2 separate regions of the Mus musculus genome follow, and region 1 is linked to region 2. The links are chromatin contacts, called in public ChIA-PET maps. All regions are on one chromosome and are shown on one strand. The core of a region is the stretch at or near the end of the contact, and the rest is flanking DNA. Distances in the headings are between cores, read along the strand shown. Region 1 has its middle 15 kb from the start of Sbk2. Region 2 holds the start of Leng8 (leukocyte receptor cluster (LRC) member 8).

Region 1 (5,699 bases), core at 963-3,462, 810 kb after region 2:
GAAGATGTACAGTATCATACTTGGTTATATGCACCATTGAAGGTTGCACCTAAGGCTTCATGTATACTGGGCAAGCATTCTACCAACTGAATTTCATGTCCAGTTCAGATAGGATTATGTGGCCACATCGAACCAACTGGGCTTGTGTCTAGTCTTGCAGCCTGTATATCTCTGGAATTTTTGTTCATTTCTCAGAGCCTCAGTTTTCTCCTCTGTAAATTGGGAATATTAATCACACTAAGCCCACAGGATGAGGATTACCACTGAGTCAGTTCATGGACAGGCAGAGATGCCAGGTGGTACAGATCCACTTATGAAGACTGCACCCAGGGCTAGTGAGATGGCTCAGTGGGTAGACACTTGCTATGTAAGCCCTGATGGTCTGAGTTTGGTGCCTGGAACCTAAATAATAGAAGGAGAGAACCAACTCTCATAAGTTGTTCCCTAACCTCCATATGCACCCCCAATAAAGTAAATGAATTAATGGAAAAAACCCTTAAAAACAGAAGTGATCCCAGACACAACTATGGCTCTCTATGCCTAGCATGTGAACTCTGTGTGTGTGTCACACACACACACACACACACACAGAGACAGAGAGAGAGACAGAGAGAGAGATAAAGAGAGAGAGACAGAGACAGACAGATAGACAGAGACAGACACAGAGAGAGACACACACAGAAAGAGACAGAGACAGAGAGAGAAGAGAGTACTCTCCTTAGGACTGGGATTTCAGGCATGCACCACCTGAAAACTACTTCCCATCCACATCACTGCGGCCCTGCAAGGGAGGAGTCTTAATCTGCTTTGCAGAAAGGACTCAGGGCCCTCTAGCCCATCATCAAATCCACACAGTAGAGCTGCAACCCAGCCCTGGGACAACAATGGCCATGCCCCTTCTTTGACCTCATCCTGGGGTTCCAGATTAGGACTTTTATGACTCGCCCATCTTAGTGACCAGTGCCTTCCTATATCTGCACCTCTTCTTACTGGTCTGAAAACTGAGGACCAGCTTAGAAGACACTCCACCCCTCTAACTCCAGTTCTGACCCCTGAAACTGTGGCCAGGAAACCAGTCCCTCCTTCTCTTCCCAGATCACGACTCAGAGGTTACTGAAGGTGATGGAGCCTGGCGCCCCTACACTCCTGTAAAGGCCAGTAGGGTCCAGTTACTGATTTGGGCAGGGAATGGGATAATGCCCAGGGGTCTTAATAGATGGACACTCTGGTCCCGCCAACAGGCAAAGGCATATGCAGGGAACTCTCTGGTCCTCAAATCTCATTAAGCCAAAGACTTAAATAACTACTGAGAGCTAAACTTGGGAGGATAGGGCTTCTGCTGCCTTCTCCTTCCTGTCCTGGCTCGTTAGAGTGTCATAGAGCAGTACCCCAGATTGGAAAGACAGCTGTCTCTATCCCTGGTCGGGATCAGGTGGACCCTAGCTACAGATCATCTCTCTGAATCTGCCAGAGAGCCCAACTTGGGGGACAGTCTTTGTCTTTTCTGCAAACCAGAGGTGTGTGGATGTGTGATGGGTGTTCTAAGCCAAGGTCTCTTTACCCCTGGATACCTTCTGCTAGCCCCAAACAAGTGGGTACCTAATTACTCAGTCATCCTATCCTTGTTTGGCTGAGCAGCTAAGCCCAAACATCTGGCTCCAGGGCCCACAGCCAGGATGGGTAGCCAGCCCCACCCGCTGCTGGCCCTGACCCTCGACACCTCCCTCAGGACAGCTGAGCTCTGTGTCTGCTTGCCAGCTTGCAACAAGCCCAGAACAGTAGCTGCATAGAACTAGCAAGCTCAATGGGTGTAGATAAACTATAAACTTGAGCTCCACTAAACACACACACACACACACACACACACACACACACACACACACACACACATCACAGCATACACCACACACATATGCACACATACACATCAAAACACACCACACATACACATCAAAACATATAACACACACACACACACACACACACACACACACACACACACACACACACACACACACAAAGCAGGAGCAAAGACAATGTCTCCAGTCAGATAAAGCAAGATGTGTATCTGTCATGATCCACCTGGGCTATGACTATTGACAGAGAAAACTCTAAAGAATGGATCAGATAAACCCCGGTGCTAGGAAGCCTATTCAGAACACTGGGTCTGTATTGCAACATCACACCCTGAACTGCGGGCACGAAACATCCAGCGTCGACTCCTCCGAGGTTGGTCAGGAAGCCACTTCTAAGACCTGTCAAAACCCCCTACATCTTAGCACATGTAGTTAACATTTGTTAGCTGGGGCTGAGGATGTGGCTCAATTGGTAGAGTGCTTGCCTTGCTTGCACAAGGCCCTGTGTTTGATCCCCCACACTGCATAAATTGGGTTTAGTGGGTGTGTGCCTTTAATCTCAGGCCTAGGGGACAGAGGAAGGAAGATTAAAAGTTGAAGGGCATTCTTGGCTGCATAGGAAGTTTGAAGTCAGCCTGGCTTACAAAAGACTGTCTCAAAACAAATAAACCAAGCAAGCAAGCAAGCAAGCAAGCAAACAAACAAAAACCTAAAAAAGAAACAAACGGACAAAAACCTTACCTATGAAGAGGGCCACTGGGCTTTTTGTCTCTCTGTACTAGGCTATTTGGCTGTGAGTTTTGACCTTCTTTCCTGCAAGAGGCATGGGTAGTGGGCAGTTGTTGTTGTTTTTTTTTTTTTTAAGTTCCTAGTAGGTGGCATACACCTTTAATGCCAGCACCAGGTGGATCTCCCATGCCTACATAGTAAGACCCTGTCTCAAAGAGGGGGCGGGGTGGGAGAGAGGCAGAGAGATAAAGAAAACCTGACCTTGAACTCACAGAAGCTCACTTGCCCAGCTTGTATGTGTTTTGCCTGCATGCGCGTCTGTATTCTGAGGGTGTGCCTGCTGCCCACAGAAGCCTGAGGAAGGAAGGCATCAGATCCCCTGGAACAGGAGTTATCGGTGGCTGTGAGCTGCCACATGGGTTCTGGACCCGGGTCCTCTGCAAGGTCAGCAAATGTTCTTAACTGCTGAGCCGCTTCTCCAGCCACCTGGCCGTGAGCACATTAAGATAACTGTCGTATTCATCGTGATCTAACCTAAGACTGTGTTCTGCCCACACCACCCCCACAAGTGGAAATCCATGGCTCTTAGCAGTCTTAGCCTCAGGACCTCAGCTGCTACCTCAGCAGCTCCTTTCTGACTTACTACAGGCCGTCGTCTGTTCTAGACATTTCCTGTGGCTGCAGTTGCCACCTGTGGTCCCCTGTAGCTGCTTCTGTGACCCTCGGGAGGGTGTGTGCCCCGTCCATTCCTCTACCGGGCCTGGCAGCCTCCCATGCACAGATGAGCCACACGGGGTTCATGCATTGGTTCGTCAGATGTTTGAGTTGTCTCCACTCTCTGGTAACACTGCTGTGACCATGTGTGTGCACGCGTGTGCGGCCTTTGTATGTGTGTGCATAGACGTGAGGACACTCATGTATGCGTGGAAGCTGGCAGTCCATGCCTGCTGCCTTCTTCAATCGTTTTCCACTTTTTAAAAACAAAAACAAAACTGAGTTTCATCCCTGTATATAATGGATCTTGGTCATTTTCATTCCGTTTTCCTCCTTCATGCCCCTCCCCTCCTGACGGAGCCTTTCTTCCCAGCTGGTTTTCTTATTTTCACGTTTGCTTTTAATGTTCTCACTGAGTTTAATTGTGGCTGCTTGCAACGCTGAAGAAAATGACTTCCCCTTTACTCCTCTCAACAATTAACTACTAGGAACCATTCAGAGGGATAGGGTGGGGGCCCACTACGGGCCCAGCCTGGTGCAGATAACCAGTGGCCAGGTCATGTCTAGAATATCCGGAAAGCAGTGTCTCAAAACACTCCTCCCCACTCTCCCATTCTCACCATCTTTTCTTCCTTCAAGTTGGACAGGGTGATTTAGATGTCCAGCTGAGGGTTGAACACTCAGACCCTTGTTCTCAGCACTTATACCAGTTGGGTTTCTCTGTTAAACTCAGGTCCACTGCAAAAATCCACCTGATTCTCCTCCCTCCCCCACCCCGACACACAAGGTTTCTCTGTGTAGCCCTAGCTGTCCTGGATCATTCTGTAGATCAGGCTGGCCTTGAACTCAGATCTATCTGCCTCTGCCTCTCGAGTGCTAGGATTAAAGGCGTGCCCTGCCACCACCTGGTTTACCTGTTTTTGGTTTTGTTTGGGAGGGCTTCTGCGGCTTATGTTTTTGCACATAAACCTCTGGGGGAGTCTTGACCTTCGGCCTAGAGATTACAGTGCAGTTCTGAGGGTTCCAGACATTAGCTGGGAAGTCAGGTGACAGAAACAATGATTCAGACCAATCACATGATTACAAAGCTGGGTTCTCCAGCAGGGCTCCTGGTAGTCGGGTGTGGATGTCTAAGGAAGCAGTGATGTGGGAGGGGAACGCACTGGGCTGGCCTTGAGCCGCCTGGATGACATCAGGGACAGAGGACCTAGCAGCTGGTGGCTCCAGGGATCTCCAGTCCACGCTTTACTTGGCCAGGGGGTTCCTGAAGGACCTGCTGCAAACTTGGCTTTGCTGCCCAGCTCTTCCTCGATTCTAAGGATCTGATTGTACTTGGCCAGGCACTCAGATCGGCAAGGGGCACCAGTCTTGATCTGCCCAGTGCAGAGCCCCACCACTAGGTGGGCAATGAAAGTGTCCTCAGTGGAGGTCGATGAGACACCATGACGCCCCAGCCGTTGGACTGGGCCAGCGTACACGCCTGCAGGAACTGTCACAACCATGACGCCCAGCCGTTGGCCTGGGCCAGCGTACACGCCTGCAGGGACTGTCACAGAGCCGATCTGGTTCACTTTGAGCAGGAGGCATTTGCAGGACTTCTCCCCTGCAGCCTTGTCAATCTGCTTAGGGTTGGTCACTGTGAGGTCACCGTCCAATGTCTGGATCCCTGCACTAGCTGTGAACCTTTGGAAACAGTCTCTCACTAACCCTGGAGTTCACCTCCCCAGGAATTGAAGGCACATTCTGGCTGCACGTGGCTGTTCATGTGGGTGCTGAGAGCCTGGTCTCTGGTTTTTATGCAGGCTGAGCCATCTCCTTTGTACCCTGTGTGGCCTTTTGTCCTGGCCTTGTCTCCTGGGTATATACCTAGAAGTGGAATTGCTGGGTCTGGTGTAGCTCCTTGTTGGAAGTTACATATATATGATGTGTGTGTGTGTGTGTGTGTGTGTGTGTGTGTGTTGCACACACATGCCACGACACATGTATAGAGGTCGGGGGACAACTTGTGGGACTTGGTTCTCTCCTTTCAGCATGCGAAATGGAACTCATCATTGGGCTTGGCGGCAAGCACTTACTCACTGATCCCTCTTACTGGCCCCAGCTGATGGCAAAAGCCTGCTCCAGTGTGTGAAGGGCCCAGCTTCTCACATCCCCACTTCTTTGTCCCTTAAAGGAGGCTGTACTCCCAGGTCTGAAGTGTTTATTGCTTCAGTTCCAGTCTTTACCAATCAGGTGCCCTGACTCAGGGAGGGGCTAATGCCTCGGCAACATAACTGTTCTCATCTCCACCTCACACTTAGGCAGCACCCCCATTTCCCTCCCAACCTGAGCTCACACATGCCCATGCATATCCACGTACACCTGCCGTCTTCACACACACTTGCACACCTACTCTCTTGT
Region 2 (5,522 bases), core at 718-3,217:
GGCAGAGCAGGGTCCTCAAGTGACTACAGAAGCACCAGGGGTATCCCTGGTTCTTGCACAATGCTGGTTTGGATTCCTATGGGTCCTAGTCCTGGCACCTCAGTGTTAATGTAAGCAAGTTATTTGACTCACTGAACCTCTTTTTTTGGTTTTTCAAGACAGGGTTTCTCTGTGTAGCCCTGGCTGTCCTGGAACTCACTCTGTAGACAAGGCTGGCCTCGAACTCAGAAACCCACCTGCCTCTTCCTCCCAAGTGCTGGGATTAAAGGCGTGGGCCACCACTGCCCAGTTTTTTTTTTTTTTTTTTTGTTGTTGTTGTTGTTGTTTTGGTTTGGTTTAGTTTGGTTTGGCTTTTTGTTTTGTTTTTTTGAACCTCAGTTGTGTGGTAAAGCAAATGGGCATCATAAACCCAATAAACAGCTCTTGACAGGATGGGTAAAAAAGCAAGACAAATGCAACATGATGCTCTGGGTTACGCTATGGCGCACCGGAAACATTAGTGAGAAAAAGCGCCCACATCTGCGGCTTAGTTCAGAATATTAGAGCAATGTCAATTTCTTACTTTTAACAAATGAATTTGAGGTGTGGAATCTAGCAATAGGGGAAACTGGGCATAGTGTGCCCAATTCCTGTATTACTTTTGTAATTTCTGTAAACTTAAAATTTATTCTAAAATAAAAGTTCATTATAAAAAAGAGATGGGAAGAAACCTACCAAGCTAACACTAGCAAATGATACAGAGTTATCCAAGTGTTGTTTAATTACCAAAAGTTGCTTGTACAATGTGAGACTGGAAACTGGTCAATTGATGAACAATAATTGATAAGAAGGTAGTCTTATCAATTATTTTAACGGGAGATCCCAAGTTGGGCTGCATAATTCAATCACTCCTACTGTAAACAGTGAGCTTTAAGTGGCGGCCCACACCTTAATCCCATTAAGAGGGAGGCGGGTTTCTGAGTTCCAGGGCCATCCTGATCCTAAAAGATACAGTTCTGCTAGCTGCCACTCCGAGCAGATCTCACCATCCCAACACCCTACAAGGTACCTTTCCAGCGTCACAGTCCAGTGGCTACTCCCATTCCTCAAGCGACGCGTTTCCCGCTTCCTTTGGTTCGCACTCGCTGTTCCCTACGCCAGGTGCGCCTTTCCAATTTTACTCACTAAATAAACCTTCCAAGGGAGGATTCACCTTATCCCATTTCCCTCCACCCGCTTATATATTCATTTATTTTAAATCGTCCTAGCGCAGTGCGCAGCCTCACAACTCCTGTCCCTATGCGTTACATCTGAGAGACTATTGACTGCTGAGTCAAAACTAAGCTGTTGTGAGCGCGCACGAGAGGCTGGGAGGTACTTGTCCCCACGGGGCCACCGTCTAGGGCCAGCTTCCGGCTTGCTGACAAACGCCAACACGCGACTGCGTTCGCGAGACGTGTGGTGGGCGGTTCAAGCCGAGCGGTGACGTCTATTGGCTGTGCGCGACACAGGGCGGGGACAGACGTCCGGGTAACGTCATCACGCCACGGTCAGGACGTTCGAGCCCCAGACTAGAGCCAGCCGGTGACTGAGCGCTGTCTTGGTTGTCTTGAAGCTGCCTTGGACCGCCGGTAACGAGTCCCGGGAGCGAGCGGTCCTAGTGAGTGTGGGTAGTAGTGGGAGGCCTGGCGGGCGAGCACAGGGACGCCTTCGGGCTCCGCGCTCCGCGAGCCCTGGCCTGTTTGGTAAGGCCAACCGACGCCGCGCCCTGCGTCTTTGAAGGGTGTGGCCGCCGGAGCGCCTCTGCGCATGCGCGCCGGGTGTACGCTGGGGGGGGGAGGGGGCGGCTCCCCTACGTGCGCGTGCGCGTCCGCGTCCGCTCTGCTACTGGCCCTGGGAACCCTGCGGTCCCTAGTGCCCTAGACGCACCCCTTGCGGGCTCCATTGACCCGCTGTTACGCTGGCCTTCCTGTTGCCTAGGGCAACCCAGAGAGGCCACCCTCGCAGCGTGGTGCGCAAGCGCGGCCCGGCCGGTGGCTGGTCGCGGGGGACAAGGGAGGTCGCTTGTGTTCAGGGCGGCCTCAACCTCCACCTAGCGTCGTGGACTCCATGCCTGCGGGACAGCCAGGTGCTTCTGAGCTTACAGTCCGTGTTGTTCTCGTCTGTAAATCAGACCCCTTACTCCTAATACCAGTTACGAACACGAGGCTCTCTTTTGTGCATCCCTAGTTAGGACCCCTTGATACCACCCAACGGATTGGGTTTTTTAAAGGCCTTTGAGACCTGTCAGTGCCCCTTAGGCTTCCTATAAGGGTTTCAGTTTCTCCAATAGGCTTCTTTTCTGTAAATCCTGTTGTTTGGACCGCTCCAGCCCTGTTGGCACGGTGCTCAACCCATCCTATTTCTTATGGTACTATCCACCCCACCCCTAATAGTTTAAGAATGTTGTGGGCCTCTGTTATCTGCAGACACCTTACTTGAGTAATTGCCACTTGTTTGCTCCCAAACCAACTCCCACTCCTAGGAACATCCCATACAAGTCTGGAGACTGTAATTGATCTGAGTCTGGTAGGTGCTGCCAGGCAGTGACTTCACAGGAAGGAGTCTCCTGCACCTTCACCTGGCTGCTCAGCGGGATATCCATACTTTACCTTTTTCTTTGAAAACTTTGCTCTATTCTCCAGTGTTCTCCCAGTCTCAATTCCTTCCTCCTCAGAGTATCCCCAAAGGCTTCCCTCTCCCCAAACTTCTTTGTAGCTAGTACTTCAGTCACTGGAGAGCCTTCCTCTTGCTGTAGTAGAAGTATCTTTAGATTTCCTATCCAGGACTGAGGTTTCTGCATCCACCACTTGAGTCAGGTCTCCCTCACAGCCACACTCGTAATGCAAGTCTCAGCTTCTTTGTCTTTCATTTTCATATCCTACAGGCTAGTCTCGGCCTCCAAGGGAGGTGTTTCCTTTCATGCTCAGGTCTCTTCACTCCACACTAGGAACTGATTCTGATTCTTTAAGCTGTTTGTTTTTGAGACAGGACTGTAACTTGTAGCCCAGATGGGTATTGGAACTCCCAAAAGATTGCTGGCATTATGGTCATGAGCCACCACACTTGCTTTCCTTTCCATTCTTTGCCAGTGTTCCCTTCTATGAGATACCCTCTCTTTCTAGCCTATCTTCTCTTGGGGCTAATTGATCTCTTTTCTTATAGACATTTAAAAAGCAGCCTGGCTCCCGAGGTCTATTCCCTACACCCCAAGGTCCAGATGGCGGCCAACGTGGGTGATCAGCGTGCTGCAGACTGGTTAGTAGGGCTAAGGGAACACAGCCCATTGCAAGAGGAACAAGACACAACGGGTCCTTGCACAGCTTGGGGGAAAAATGCTCATTGTGGGGGCTAGGATGGAGGGGCAAGCTTCCCCTTTGAGCTTTCCTTTAATGTATGTGAGCTTATGTGGGTGTGAGTGAGTGTGTGTCACCCATGTTCGTCAAGGTCAGAAGAAGCCTCAGATCCCTTGGAGCTGGAGTTAGAGGTGGCTCTGAGCCATCCGACATGGGTGCTGGGAACAGAGCTTAGTGATATCTGCAAGACTGCTAAATGTTCTTAAGCACTGAGCCACCTCTCCAGCCCCCTCTTAATATCTTTCTGATCCTTCCCTTTTCTTTTTTTAAATTTTTTTTTCATTGTTGGCCATGTCAGAATTCACTGGCTTGTAAAAAACCTGAGTTCTCCTAAAGTCGTAGGTCATGTATAGAATTATGTACATACTGGTTAGCTTTCTGTTTGCTTGGCACATGCTATGTGCCACCTTCAGCTTGGGCTGTGGTGAGTAGGGAGTTTAGCTCTAGAATGCAAGCCTTGGGTTTACTTTTCCCCAACTTTGTCTACCTGTGTATAGATAGGGGAGACCATAACTGTGCTTCGTTGTTGCAGGTCTTCTCAGTACAGCATGGTGACTGGGAACAGCAGAGAAAATGGCATGGAGACTCCTATGCACGAGAACCCAGAGTGGGAGAAGGCCCGCCAGGCCCTGGCCAGCATCAGCAAAGCAGGGGCTACCAGCAGTTCCAAAGCCAGCAGCAGTGGTCCTGTGGCCAGTGCACAAGTGAGAATGGCATGGAGGATTTGGGAACTACAGTGCTGGGCTGGGGCCGTTGCCGAGAGAAGGGTGGGAAGGATGCTGGCTTCCATAGAGGGGAGTGCCATAGGGGGGCTGTAAGCATGTTTTCCTGTTAACTAAATGTAATGAAGGGGGAAAGTTAACTCCTTTGGGTCAACCTGGGCCTGAGTGATCTTAAGGATGATCGTCCCCATCTTTTAAGATGTCTAGTCTTACTGTACAGAGTCTGCACCCTTCTGCAGTTGCTCTGCAGTGAAGGCCTACCCTCTTGGTAGTGTAGTGCCCATGGGCTCCTGTGGCTGGTACTGATGGACACTCCTTTTTCTGCAGTACGTCTCTCAGGCAGAAGCCTCTGCTTTGCAGCAGCAGCAGCAACAATACTACCAGTGGTACCAGCAGTACAACTATGCCTATCCGTATAGCTACTACTACCCCATGGTGAGGACCTGGCTGCAGGGTGGGAGCCTTCTGTCAGGGTGGGCAAATGGTTGGTTGGGGTGAAGACAGACAGCAGCCCCTGACAAAACTGCCAGATTCCTGCTTAGGTCTCATAAGATCTGGCATATCCATTCTGGTCCTTTCCACTGTTGATGCTGACATTTCCACTGCCTCCAGACCCCAGGACATTAGCATGTCCTAGTCCCCTATGCTTTGCTCTCTGCAGCTCACTTCAAGGTTCCTTGCTGCCCAGCGAACACCTTCAAGAGAGCCTCCCATTGCCTTTTAAGTCGTCATCCTGCTTTTCCTTTTCTCTTCCTTGTATTCGTTCATGGTACTTACTGGAGTACATTACCTACTTACCCCATAGCTGTGTGTAGACTTTATTAAAATCTGGGTTTTTGCTTTTCTTTTTGAGTCACGGTTCTCTATATAGCCCAAGTTGACTTTAGGCTTCTCTTCTGCCTCAGTTGCCTGAATGTACACCACCACAACTAGCTTGTCTTTTTTGTTTGTTTGTTTGTGTTGTTGTTGTTTGGGAGGTGTTGTTGATTTTTTAAGACAATGTTTCACTATGTAGTTCTGGTTGGCTTGGAACTCACTGTATAGATCAGGCTTATTCAAAATTCCACAGAAATCTACCTGCCTCTGCCCCATGCCCAAGTCCTGTGATTAAAGGGATGAGCTGTTGCCCCTATCACTTTATCATAGCATTTAAAAGTGTTGGCACTTAGTGTTTCTCACTACCTATTAAGAAGAACTCTGGGTATGATATAAGTGGAATGAAGAGATTTTTGTTTGTGATTACTACTTTTTCTTTCATTCATTCATTCATTTATGAGAATACATGATTACTTCATTGTGTGGTGGAAAAAAGGGCCTGGGGCCCAAAGCCTCTGGAGTTGTACACAGTTCCAAGGGAGGCCAAAGGCATGATGAGCAGCCTCCACTAACTCTGGCTCCCCCTGTGCCTTGGCAGAGCATGTACCAG

The links. ChIA-PET counts read pairs in DNA pulled down with a chosen protein or histone mark.
Region 1: an RNA polymerase II ChIA-PET map of memory CD8 T cells shows a contact between it and region 2, with 22 read pairs. The contact joins the enhancer-like site here to the promoter of Leng8 in region 2. A contact is called at or near these places in 1 of 39 promoter capture datasets (liver), 1 of 15 datasets of contacts at CTCF or cohesin (embryonic stem cells), 1 of 484 Hi-C or Micro-C datasets (CD4 T cells) and 2 of 115 datasets of contacts at active chromatin or transcription factors (double positive thymocytes and memory CD8 T cells).

The regions. Positions count from the first base shown.
Region 1 is chr7:4,946,354-4,952,052 of GRCm38.p6, forward strand. No RefSeq gene overlaps it. Among named protein-coding and RNA genes, the nearest start is that of Sbk2, 15 kb to the right of the region's middle. Within about 2 kb of position 2,213, at least 29 of the 459 cell types and tissues checked have an H3K27ac peak or open chromatin away from gene starts, as enhancers often do.
Region 2 is chr7:4,135,513-4,141,034 of GRCm38.p6, forward strand. It overlaps Leng8 (leukocyte receptor cluster (LRC) member 8), which reads left to right and starts at 1,968. Exons shown (of 16, transcript NM_001374609.1): 1 at 1,968-2,107; 2 at 3,184-3,276; 3 at 3,907-4,078; 4 at 4,424-4,531; 5 at 5,511-5,522. The coding sequence starts at 3,239. D030047H15Rik (RIKEN cDNA D030047H15 gene) reads right to left here and starts at 1,414. Exons shown (of 3, transcript NR_033548.1): 1 at 1,049-1,414.